Linked DNA regions of Sus scrofa: region 2 is linked to region 1. Evidence: chromatin contacts called from public HiChIP or PLAC-seq data. All regions are on one chromosome and are shown on one strand. The core of a region is the stretch at or near the end of the contact, and the rest is flanking DNA. Distances in the headings are between cores, read along the strand shown.

The links. HiChIP or PLAC-seq counts read pairs in DNA pulled down with a chosen protein or histone mark.
Region 2: an H3K27ac HiChIP or PLAC-seq map of skeletal muscle shows a contact between it and region 1. The contact joins the enhancer-like site here to the promoter of MID1IP1 in region 1. A contact is called at or near these places in 1 of 5 promoter capture datasets (liver), 8 of 47 Hi-C or Micro-C datasets (embryonic fibroblasts, heart right ventricle, liver and 2 more) and 2 of 2 datasets of contacts at active chromatin or transcription factors (alveolar macrophages and skeletal muscle).

What each region holds. Positions count from the first base shown.
Region 1 is chrX:34,762,239-34,767,447 of Sscrofa11.1, forward strand. It overlaps MID1IP1 (MID1 interacting protein 1), which reads left to right and starts at 2,309. Exons shown (of 1, transcript NM_001256365.1): 1 at 2,309-2,857. The coding sequence starts at 2,309. The coding sequence ends at 2,857. It overlaps LOC106506941 (a long non-coding RNA gene), which reads right to left. Exons shown (of 3, transcript XR_002340636.1): 3 at 3,387-5,209.
Region 2 is chrX:34,868,593-34,873,801 of Sscrofa11.1, forward strand. No RefSeq gene overlaps it. Among named protein-coding and RNA genes, the nearest start is that of MID1IP1, 110 kb to the left of the region's middle. Within about 2 kb of position 2,134, at least 3 of the 83 cell types and tissues checked have an H3K27ac peak or open chromatin away from gene starts, as enhancers often do. A contact at or near this core is called in skeletal muscle, where this site is marked.

The DNA.
Region 1 (5,209 bases), core at 1,059-3,558:
ATATCACCATGTGTGTAAAGAGAGGAGTGAGATTATTTTAATGCTTTTGAAATTTATTTAATTTTTTTTTGCTCTACTTTTTTCTTCACATTGATTCTCCCAAAGACCCTGATAGTTTGAGCAGATAACTTTATTCCAGTTTTACAGATACGAAAACAAGGGCTATGATCTGGCAGAGCTAATAAATCCTGAGAGGAGGGGCTCTCCAAGGCTGGTCTCTGCCTCCAGGAGTCACTGACTCCTGTCTAGCCCTTGTAACACCAAGTCAGATTTTCATTCAAAAGATAATTAGGAAGATGATTTGCCATGGGAAAAAATAGAGATCATTAAGGTGAAAGAAAGAGGGAAAAAATAAACCTCTCATTATGTGCTTCTCCCTTTTGACACTTTCTGTCCTGTGAGAAAACAGTGCAATAAAAGCACCCCTGAAAGATTTTAGAAAAACGAGTTTCAAAATTAGAAGCTTGAATTATCTGTAGGACTTCTGGAGAAGACTGGTAGATGAAGGACATAGCATGGGAAGTGAGATGGTAAAGTAAAAATGAAAACAGACTGTGGTTTGAAATCTCAAAGTGAAATTTAAAGACTCCTAAAAGTTAAATCCAGCGGTATGGTAAATAGTTTAGGCCCCATTATATGACCTTGCGTTTTAAGAACTATTTTTGGAAAGGAATGTTTCAAAACTCCGTCCCCCCCCACCCCAGAAAAAATATTGGATACCTCCCCGCTTTTCTGTTAAATGACTACAGACACCCAACACCGGGCCTACATACTGTCACTCTTTCCTGGCCCTTTGGCAGCTAAAAGGCCACAGGGCCTGAGATCTGGGTACCGGGACTTGGACAAAAGTCAGGAATTTGGCTACTTCTCCCCATGGCCACATCTGATCTCTTGGGAAAATGTGCAGCTCCGATGGTGGGTCACTCTTCATCCCTGGCAAAGGTTGTTACAGGAAAGATTGAGAAAGACCTCGCCAGGAGGGAGGCAAAAGCCTCCGAGGCTCCCCTCCCCCAGCAGCTGGCCAAGGCCAGGGCCACCGCGGGAGCACCACGCGTCCACGTGCATCCGGCATGCCCAGCCATCCTTCTTACGTAAGAGTCTCAGGATGGAGTTGCTGCTGCTGTGGGTCCCTCTTCCCCGACGGCTATTAATAAACCGGATCCGTAGTTTCCGGGCCACCGCCAGTATAGATGCAGGGTTGGGGGCCTCATTTAGGCTCCTGAAATTTGTTAATCCCACCCGGGGAGCGTGAAGAAGGCCCATCCGACCCCCCGCACTCCAGCGGCGCCGTCTTTAACCTCGCAGTGCCTCCCCCCCCACCTCCGCCCCAAGCTGGCCGGCTCTGCGCTCGGCGCTGGCTGGGTGCGGCAGCTCCATCCCTCCTCCGCTCTGCCCTGCTCTGCCCTGCCCTGCCCTGCCTCAGCGCCCTCCCTCCACCCGGGTATCAGGCGAGAGGCGGAGCTGGCCCGGCGCGCCCCGCCCCCGCTGTAGAAAGGGCCCGGAGAGTGTTACTCGCGGTCATCCCCAGCTCGGGCCTTTTATCTCGACGCAGCCGGGGAGGCGGGAGGAGGAGACACGGGGGGTGGCCCTGAGCGCCGGTGACACCTTTCCTGGGGCTCTATAAATTGAGCACCTGGGATGGGTAGGGGGCCGACGCCACCACCACCGCCCGCAGTCACAGTCCGGCCACTGACCGCAACAGCACCCGCAGGCAGCAGCCGCCAGAAGCGGGAACACTGAGCTACCCAGCAGCAGAGGCGCTCGAGGACCCCTAGGAGGTGCGTACCCCCGCCCCACCTCTGTCCGGTCAGCGTGGCGCTTGGACTCAGGCTTTTCGGAGGGAGATGGGAGTGGGGAGCACCCCTTCCTTCTTTTCGCGGCCCCGGGCGGGCTAGGAGGCGGGACAGCCCTGCTGGGGGGAGCCACCCGGGCGCCGTCCCAGTCGAGCAATAACCGGGCAGGGAGGTGCGCGCGGGCAGGGACGCCGGGCACACTAGCCGAGTGAATAATAGTCTCTTCCGTTTCGGTCTCCCAGCCAGGCCAGGGCTCGACCCACGGACCACGCGCCGATATCGCGAGCTTCCGGACGCCAAAGCCAGGAGAAGTCGCGCATCCCGCAGGGTCGGGCTGCGAGCGAGACGAGAGTTGGAGAGGGCGGAGGAGGAGCCCGGAATCCCGCCGCACCCTCTGTAGCCATAGTCAGGCCTCCCGGCGCGGGCCTCAGAGCGCGTGAAGGCGGGCAGCCCCTCGCCCCGGCCGGCCATCCGGTGCCCATACGTCCCAGTGCTTCGGCGCCCGCCCGGCCACCATGATGCAAATTTGCGACACCTACAACCAGAAGCACTCTCTCTTTAACGCCATGAATCGCTTCATCGGCGCCGTGAACAACATGGACCAGACGGTGATGGTGCCCAGCCTGCTGCGCGACGTGCCCCTGGCCGAGCCCGGGCTGGACAACGACGTCGGCGTGGAGGTAGGCGGCAGTGGCGGCTGCCTGGAGGAGCGCACGCCCCCGGCCCCCGGCCCGGGCAGCGCCAACGGCAGCTTTTTCGCGCCCTCCCGGGACATGTATAGCCACTACGTGCTGCTCAAGTCCATCCGCCACGACATCGAGTGGGGAGTCCTGCACCAGCCGCAGCCAACGGGGAGCGAGGAGGGGAGCGCCTGGAAGTCCAAGGACATCCTGGTGGATCTGAGCCACCTGGAGGGCGCGGACGCCGGCGAGGAGGACCTAGAACAGCAGTTCCACTACCACCTGCGCGGGCTGCACACCGTGCTCTCCAAACTCACGCGCAAGGCCAACATCCTCACCAACAGATACAAGCAGGAAATCGGCTTCAGCAATTGGGGGCACTGAGGCGGGTCGCCCGCGGCTGCCCAGCACCCTTCCCCCCGCCCCCCCATTTCTCACCCTCTCCCTTTCAAGTCTATTTTCTTTCTGGCTGTAGGGCGCGCTGGGCGGACTGCAAAGTTGGGGGGCTGCGTACGTGCAGAGGACGCGGCGGAGCTAGAGGGAGGAAGGGGCTTCTTTTGGGAGAGGAAAGTGATGGCAAAACGTGGCGGGGGGCGGGTGTGCCCAATGACTTCCTTCTCCCGCAGAGAGGTGGTGGTGAGGGGGCTGTGTTCTACTCTGTTGGGAATGGGACTGAGTTGACGCCCTGCCTTCAGTCTGTGCCTTTCCTGGAGTTTCTATTCTGTTCTTTCCGGAGGAGAAGGGCCGAGAAAAGGGCCATTCCAGGGCGCGGCGCTGGGTTGCTACACTTGGGAGCGCCGCCCGGAGCTGGGCGCTGGGGAAGGCGGGGCGGGCGCGCAGCCTCCCGCCGCCCTGCCGTTGGGCTGGTGGAGGCCGCAGCGTTGCTAGGATTGCATCAGTTTTCCTGTTTGCACTTTTTTTTTTTTTTTTTTTTTTTTGGTAACAGTGGCCCTGTCTTAAGTATTTCGAATCTCCTCCTTGCTCTGAAACTTCGGCGATTCCATTGTGATATGCGCACAAACAGCACTGTCTGTCGGTAACCGGTACTACTTTATTAATGATTTTCTGTTACACTGTATAGTTGTCCTGTGGCACCCCTACTCCATCCCTTCCACGCTACCCCCACCCCGGTGTGTGTAAGCTGGCCCTGGGCCAGCTTGTACGAAGCTTGCCACCCAGCCAGTGAAAATAATAACATTATTATGAGAAAGTGGACTTATCAGAAATGGAACCAGCTGACATTCTATCCGTGTTGTATATGGAATGATGAAGGGTTCCAGTTGTTATATGTCTTAAATTTATTTAAAACTTTTTTAATCCAGATGTAGACTATATTCTAAAAAATAAAAAAAGAGCAAATGTGTTAACGAAACTCGACAAGTTTATTGCTTTCTCATCTGCCAGTGGATGGATGGCTTAGTAGTTAAATAAAAATAATTTTTTTTTTAAGCAAAAGTCTTTTTCTCTGGTATTTCAAAGTGGTGGATAATCATCCCTGTTAAGTGTTCAGTTTTATTTGGGAAGAAGCTACCAACAAGATTTACTTCCAAGGTTTTTATTTCTAATATTTCCAAGTAACCCTGTACACCCCACGAAAAAGCTCGTAAATATTCAGAAGTATTTAGGAAGGTACATATATTACAGCTTCCAACCAACTTGACCAGCTTATTAGTGCCTAATTGACTTTTTGAATTTTTTAAGAGGTTCAAGCAAAAATGAGTTTTGAGGCCTAAAAACTTAAAGGCAGACATTTTACTTGGCTCCGAGAAGAACAAGAAGAGAAACACCAGTAATACTAGTGCCCACACCTTCCAGATCTTTATTTACAAGTCTTTGGAGTTGGTCTTAGGAGATACTTAAATGTTATAGTGTTATAACATGTGCTGTGGCTATTTGACTGGCTCCCAGTGAGTGCTAAACTCTGCTAAGGTGTGTCCAGCAATGCTTCCAGTTTTCCAGGGAGCCAGTCTGCAGCTGTGGACAACAGATCCACAGGAAGACTGCAGTAGGGCCCTTTGGAACACTTCCTTAGATGCTATTACCATGCTTTCCTGGGATGGTGCCACAGGCGAAACACAGTGCTCTGTACTTTATTTAATGATTTGTTGGGGGAGGGGAGGAATAAGCTTCAGATCGACTTAACGTTTCCTGAAATCATGAGAAATTCTCTATGCTCATAGAGCCTGAATTTAAAATACATACAACTTTGCAGTTTAAAAAAAAGCAGAAAGTTTTTGTACTGTGGGCACCTCAACTCCGTTATCAGCGTTTAGCAGCAGTGAAAAAATGGGGAAGTGTCCAGGCTAGTGCCTGCGTTGCCAGAGAAAGTTAATAGTTAATGTGCGAAGATAAGGTAGGCAGCAGCAGAAGAAAGGTATACAGCCTCTTGCTTTATATCCCCTTGAAAATATCAAAGTGCAAGCAAAAAACACAAAGAGAGGAAACTACAGAAGCCACACGATAGGAAGAAGCACCACGACTTCGAGCCAGAAAGTTGGGTGTTCAAGTCTTTGTTATTACTTATTGTGAGTATTTAACTCTCCAAGCTTGTTTCCACATTTGAAATTAGGCCTAATAATAACCATGAGGCTTACTTCACGGAGCTGCAGCAAGCATGAGAGATGGGATGTAGAATGTCTGTGGCTTAGACAGTTCTGTAGCCACCACTGAAGGGCATTATAGGTTCTCCTGCTCTCTAAATGCTGCTTCATATCTTTATCTCCCTCCTTGCCTTTC
Region 2 (5,209 bases), core at 884-3,383, 110 kb after region 1:
AAAATTACCAGAGAGCCTTGTCTTAGTTTGTCATCCCTTCCAGCAGAGACTGAGACCAGGACTTGGGTGCAGGGCATTTATCAAGGGGCCATCCCAGGGAGTAGGTATGAAGGAGCAGGGAGAATGAGCCAAGAGAAGGGGGAAAGCCAGGAAAGGGTATGTTAATGAGGTCCCTGCTTTAGGGAACAGGGCTCAGTCCCATGAGATCCCTAAGAATCATCTGTCCTAAGGGCATTTATACAAGGCTCTGTCCCCATGGGTTGATGTTGCTCCTGGGGGTGCTCCTTGCATTGGTGATGTGCCCATGAGGGTTGAGTGCACTCTTTGAGGATTTGGAGGAAAGGCTTGGAGTAAAGAGACACAGACAAGAGTTGGGCCCTGGAGGTGGGGTACTGCCAGTATGGCTGAGGGCTGAAGCCAGAGGTAGGCTGAGGGCATGCAACACGCAGCGTCAATCACATCAGCTTTAAGTCCTTATCCCTGGTTAAAGAGGGAAAGGAATGGGCTGAGAAAGGGATATGCAGGGAACTTCCACTGGATCTTTAATGTATTATTTCTGAAGAAAGTATAGCAAAATGTGAGTCTCCCAAAAGTTGGATGTATGGGTGCTCATTATATTCTTCATGCTTTTCTGTATTCTTAAACTCTTTCAAAATAAAAAAAGATTGGGTTGCATCAGCATTAATTTGTTTCAGGGGAGCTCTGATTGAATAATTATGCAGAGCAGTAATGTGTCAAATAGTAATATAATTTTCCACTAGTTCTTAAATTAAGTTAATGCACCTAAGTATAATTTTGATGGAATTTGACTAACAAAATATTGAGTCTTATCCAAAATGTCATGGTCTAATTTTTATTCTAGTTGAGAGAACTCACTTGATAAACTTTTGATTGTATTTCCACTTGTCTTACCAGGGCACTTTGTAAACAGGGGGTGATTTATCCATTTTCTGGTTGGGAAAACTGTAACTCAGAGGAATTTAGCAATTCATTCAAGATCACTCAGCAGTGGAAAGGCAGGAGAATAATGCAGGAGCTCTGCCCTTTTAAGCTGTGATTTCCTCCTTGTTTTACCCAGATCTTTGCAGAATGATCAACCAAATCATCTAGGGAGCACACGGTGATGTGAGCACTGTGGAATTGTTTGGAATATGTGTATATGTGATTCCGTCAACACGGGGGTATTTGGTGGGGGTGGGCGTAGAGGGTTCCAATCTCTGCATTCAAGGGTTTTATAATCTCCTGAGGATATGAATAAACAGAGTTGTATCGTCTCTCCCAAGTGGGAGGAAATGATCACAGCAGGTTTCCCTGCAGAACAGCAGCTGCCGCCGCCAGTGCCAAGGCACAGTTGCTGACCGAGCGCCCACCGTGTGCAGGGCCCGTTGTTAGCGTCGCTCATTTCCAGACTCTCCCAAGGTTACCAAGTTCCTCTTAACCTTTCCTTAGCTTTGTGTACACTGCGTCTTGTTCCCTCGGTCGACAGCACTTTGTTCAAGGGCAGTTTGTTTGTAGCGAGGAGGTGTTCTGAGGAGCAAGAAAACTCAAACCCCGGCAGCCGCAACTACAACTACAAAAACCAGTAGAGCTCAACCTTGAGGAAACGCTCCCTTTGTAAGACCGCTTTTGAGACTTCTTGGCTCCACTGCCATCAAACATTTCAAGTGGTTCAACTCGGAACTGGGACTCAGAACCTTGTTTTCCGAGAGGAACTTGATAGGCTGTTTAAATGGTCACTGGGTAACACTGCAGACCGACAGCTGCAGACTTCTGCGCTTTTGACACTTAGGGCTGATGGAACAGGCCATTCGCACCCCTTGATTTACATGAAAAAAACCCAGTGCGAAATTACAGCCAAAAGGTTTGTTTTTCTTTCTGCCTCTTCTGACTGAATGGCATTTAATTGAGGCATTCTTGTGGCACAGAGGCGAGTGGCTTGGCCCTCTCTATATACTTGCCAGTCTGAACTCGTGAATGATTAAATATCCCCTTCAATCCTAGCCCCCTGAGAGCTGCACCCTAGTTTCCCAAACTGCTCTCCAACAGTTGGCCACTCCAGCCTTCCATCTGGTCCTTGAATTGTCCGGGCAAGGCCGTGTCAGGACTGGAGAACTCCGAGTTACAGCAGAAAAACCAGGCTCACTGACAGCAGTAAGTTCCTCTGTGACTCCCGTGGGGCCCCAGCTGGAGGAAGCTGTGTACCCTAGACGTCTCCATCACTTCAGACTGTTGACACGGCACCACGTTGTTTTGATTATTTTGTTCCTACTTCACTGGCTATGTCTTCTGCCATCTCCGTGTTCCTCAGTCCTCTCTGGCGAGAATTCTTCTCCAGGAACATACAAGTCCAGTGGCAGGTGCTGTGGGTGCCCTTGCTGTGCGTTCGGACTCTCAAGCCGTTATTGGCAATCTGATGGTTTCTTACTACAGTAAGAAAGCACCTGCACCTCTCTGCCCAGAGGGCGTTCTCTGGCCACTGGACCGTGTTGTTTTGGGACCTGCAGGGGTGGGAAAGCGAAGAGAATGGTGACGGGAAAGGCCAGAGAGTTCATGCCCCCAAGGTGATCCTCAACCAGTGAGAGATGACAGATAAATGCCTCAGCTGCCTGGCTGGGTGGGTGGGACGATTCTAGGGTATGTTCCTCGGGGCTTCTCGGAGGGGCTCCGGCAAGACTGAGCCCCAGCTGACCACCTGCCCATTAATGTACATTTATTGGCTTTTCTCCTTTCCCTGCTCATTTCTCTACTCCCTCAGTTTTCTGAGATCACTTCCCAAATGAACAGCTTGAATCCAAATCTTGGTCCCAGGTTTCTACTTATGAGTGGACCCAAGCTAAGACAAATTCCTGAAATTTTATGCAGATTTTTGTTTGGAGTTGTGAATGCGAGAAGAGCCTTCATCAACTTTTCAAAAGGGTCTAAGACCCTAAAGAGGCCCAGAGCTGATAACCCCTTTCCTCAAGATCAGCTCATCCTCTCCTGAAATCCAGACGCCAAAAACTGGGTGCCACTGCAAAGCCTCACAAGCACCTCACACCTAAGGGTCAGTGGTGGATGCTGTGCTGTGCTGCCCGGCCCCCCTGTGAGGACAGGAGGACCTCCCTCCTCAGCCGCTGGGAAGCTTGTTGGCTGATGGCTCAGCTGTCAGCCCTCCCCAGGAATTGCCTTCAGTTGAAGGGAGCCACATCATCCGAGGTTCTGCGCCATCCCCCGGGGTTATTTCCATCCTGGGGCTGGCTGGTGTGGACAGGGGCCTAGATCCCTTGTCCCCACTCAGGACAGCTCCTGCAGGGCCCGCCCAGCTCCAGACCCCCCATGAGGTTGACTGAAGCCTTTATGGAGACTTCATTACAGTCCAGTTTCTGTCCCTTTCTGCCAACAAGGGTCAGTACTGAGAGCATTTTCTAATCAACTTCCTGCTTTCCAGTTCCCAAATGAGAGTCTGATTCTGGGGGACCCAGACCTGTGACCACCCGGGGATCATTTCTGCCTCCTCTCTTTCCTTACCCATCCCTATGCAATCACTCGCTCGCTTGATCAAAACTTGAATCTTGTTTGGAACATCTCTTGAATGCACCCATGTTCTCCCGCTCCATTCCAATGATCTCTTTCCAGTTAACCACCGGCATGTCTGGACCAGCCCCCGAACTGCTCTGACTCCGCTTTGCTCCTCTCAGACACGGTCTTCCCACTGCAAACACAGCAATCTTCCCAAAGAGCAGATCTGTGTCCTCACTGTAGCCTCTCAATGGTTCACTGTTACCCTGAAGATAAGTTCTTAATGTGACTTACTCTTTTATGACCTCCATCCCTTATGGGCCACTCCAGTCTCACATCTCCCTGTGACCTGCCATCTCTGCACTGCGCTCCAGCCCAGCTGGACTGCTTGCTGTTTCCCGAATTCATCACAACTTGGGACTTTGGTTCAGACTCCTCCCTGACTGAGAGTTTTGCTTTCTCACCTCCACCCAACATACATGCACACACACAAGGACATACCAAGGTTGCTGCTTCTTTGAAGATTACTCAGACCCCAGTGTCCCAGAAGTAAACCCTGAAGTGAGGATTCCTGGGAAAGCAATTTACCAGCAAATGTTTCCAGGAATAATTCAGTCAGGAATAAGGGAAGCAAGAGATAGAGAGAGGGAAGGGAGCTGAATCAAGGTGAGTTATTAGGCCAAGGGCCCTGAGCATGGGTAAGATGATTCTAGCATCAATTACAATGTATGCATTTCCCCCCCCCCACACACACACACCACCAAGCAGTTGTCCACCCCCAGCTGGACAGCCTACAGTAGGTTTCACAGGTTAAGGGCTCAGCCTGACAAGACTGTCCCGACTTCAGATATTAATTGCAAGTTCAGGGTGTCACCTGTGCTTCTGATAACTGGCTCTAAATCAGAGATTCGTAACAGTCCTCTCCTTGGGTTCAATTAATTTGCTAGAGGGCTCACAGAACTCAAAAAATACTTCACTTAACTAGATCACTGGTTTATTATGAAAGGATGTAACTCAGGAATAGCCAGATGGAAGAGATGCTTAGGGCAAGGTATGGGAAAAAAGCAAGAAGCTTCCATGCTTTCTCTGGGCTCACCACTCTCCCCACATCTCCATGTGGTCATCATCTAGGAAGCCTTCTGACCTTTGTCCTTTTGGGTGTTTGGGGGACCTCATTACATAGGCACTGGTGTTTAAATCTCCAGCCTTTTTCCCTTCCTCCGAGGTCCAGGGGGTGGAACTGAAAGTTCTAACTCTCCAAACCCAGGGTCTAGTCCCCTGGCAGCCAGTCCCCATCCTTAGGTGCTTTCTAAAAGTCACTTCAGTAATGTAACAAAAGAAAAATTCCAAGGGCTTTAGGAGCTTTGTGTCATAAATGAAAACAAAGACTAAATATATTATAAATCACAATGTCACAGTAGGGAACTTCGTTTTGGTCCTGGAGCAAAGGTCTGGACACAGTGAAGACCAACCTCAGTACTGTCCCAAACGGGATGAGGAAGCTGAGGCAATTATTTCTCTCTCTCTCTCTCTCTCTCTCTCTCTCTCTCTCTATATATATATATATATATATATATATACATATATATATATATATATATAAAAATGTGTGTATATATGTATGTATTTATACGCTTATCAGTTGGGTCCTCCTCCAGGAATTGGAAGCCCTCATCTTTCCCCTCCCTGCTCCATTACTTAACTGCCACCC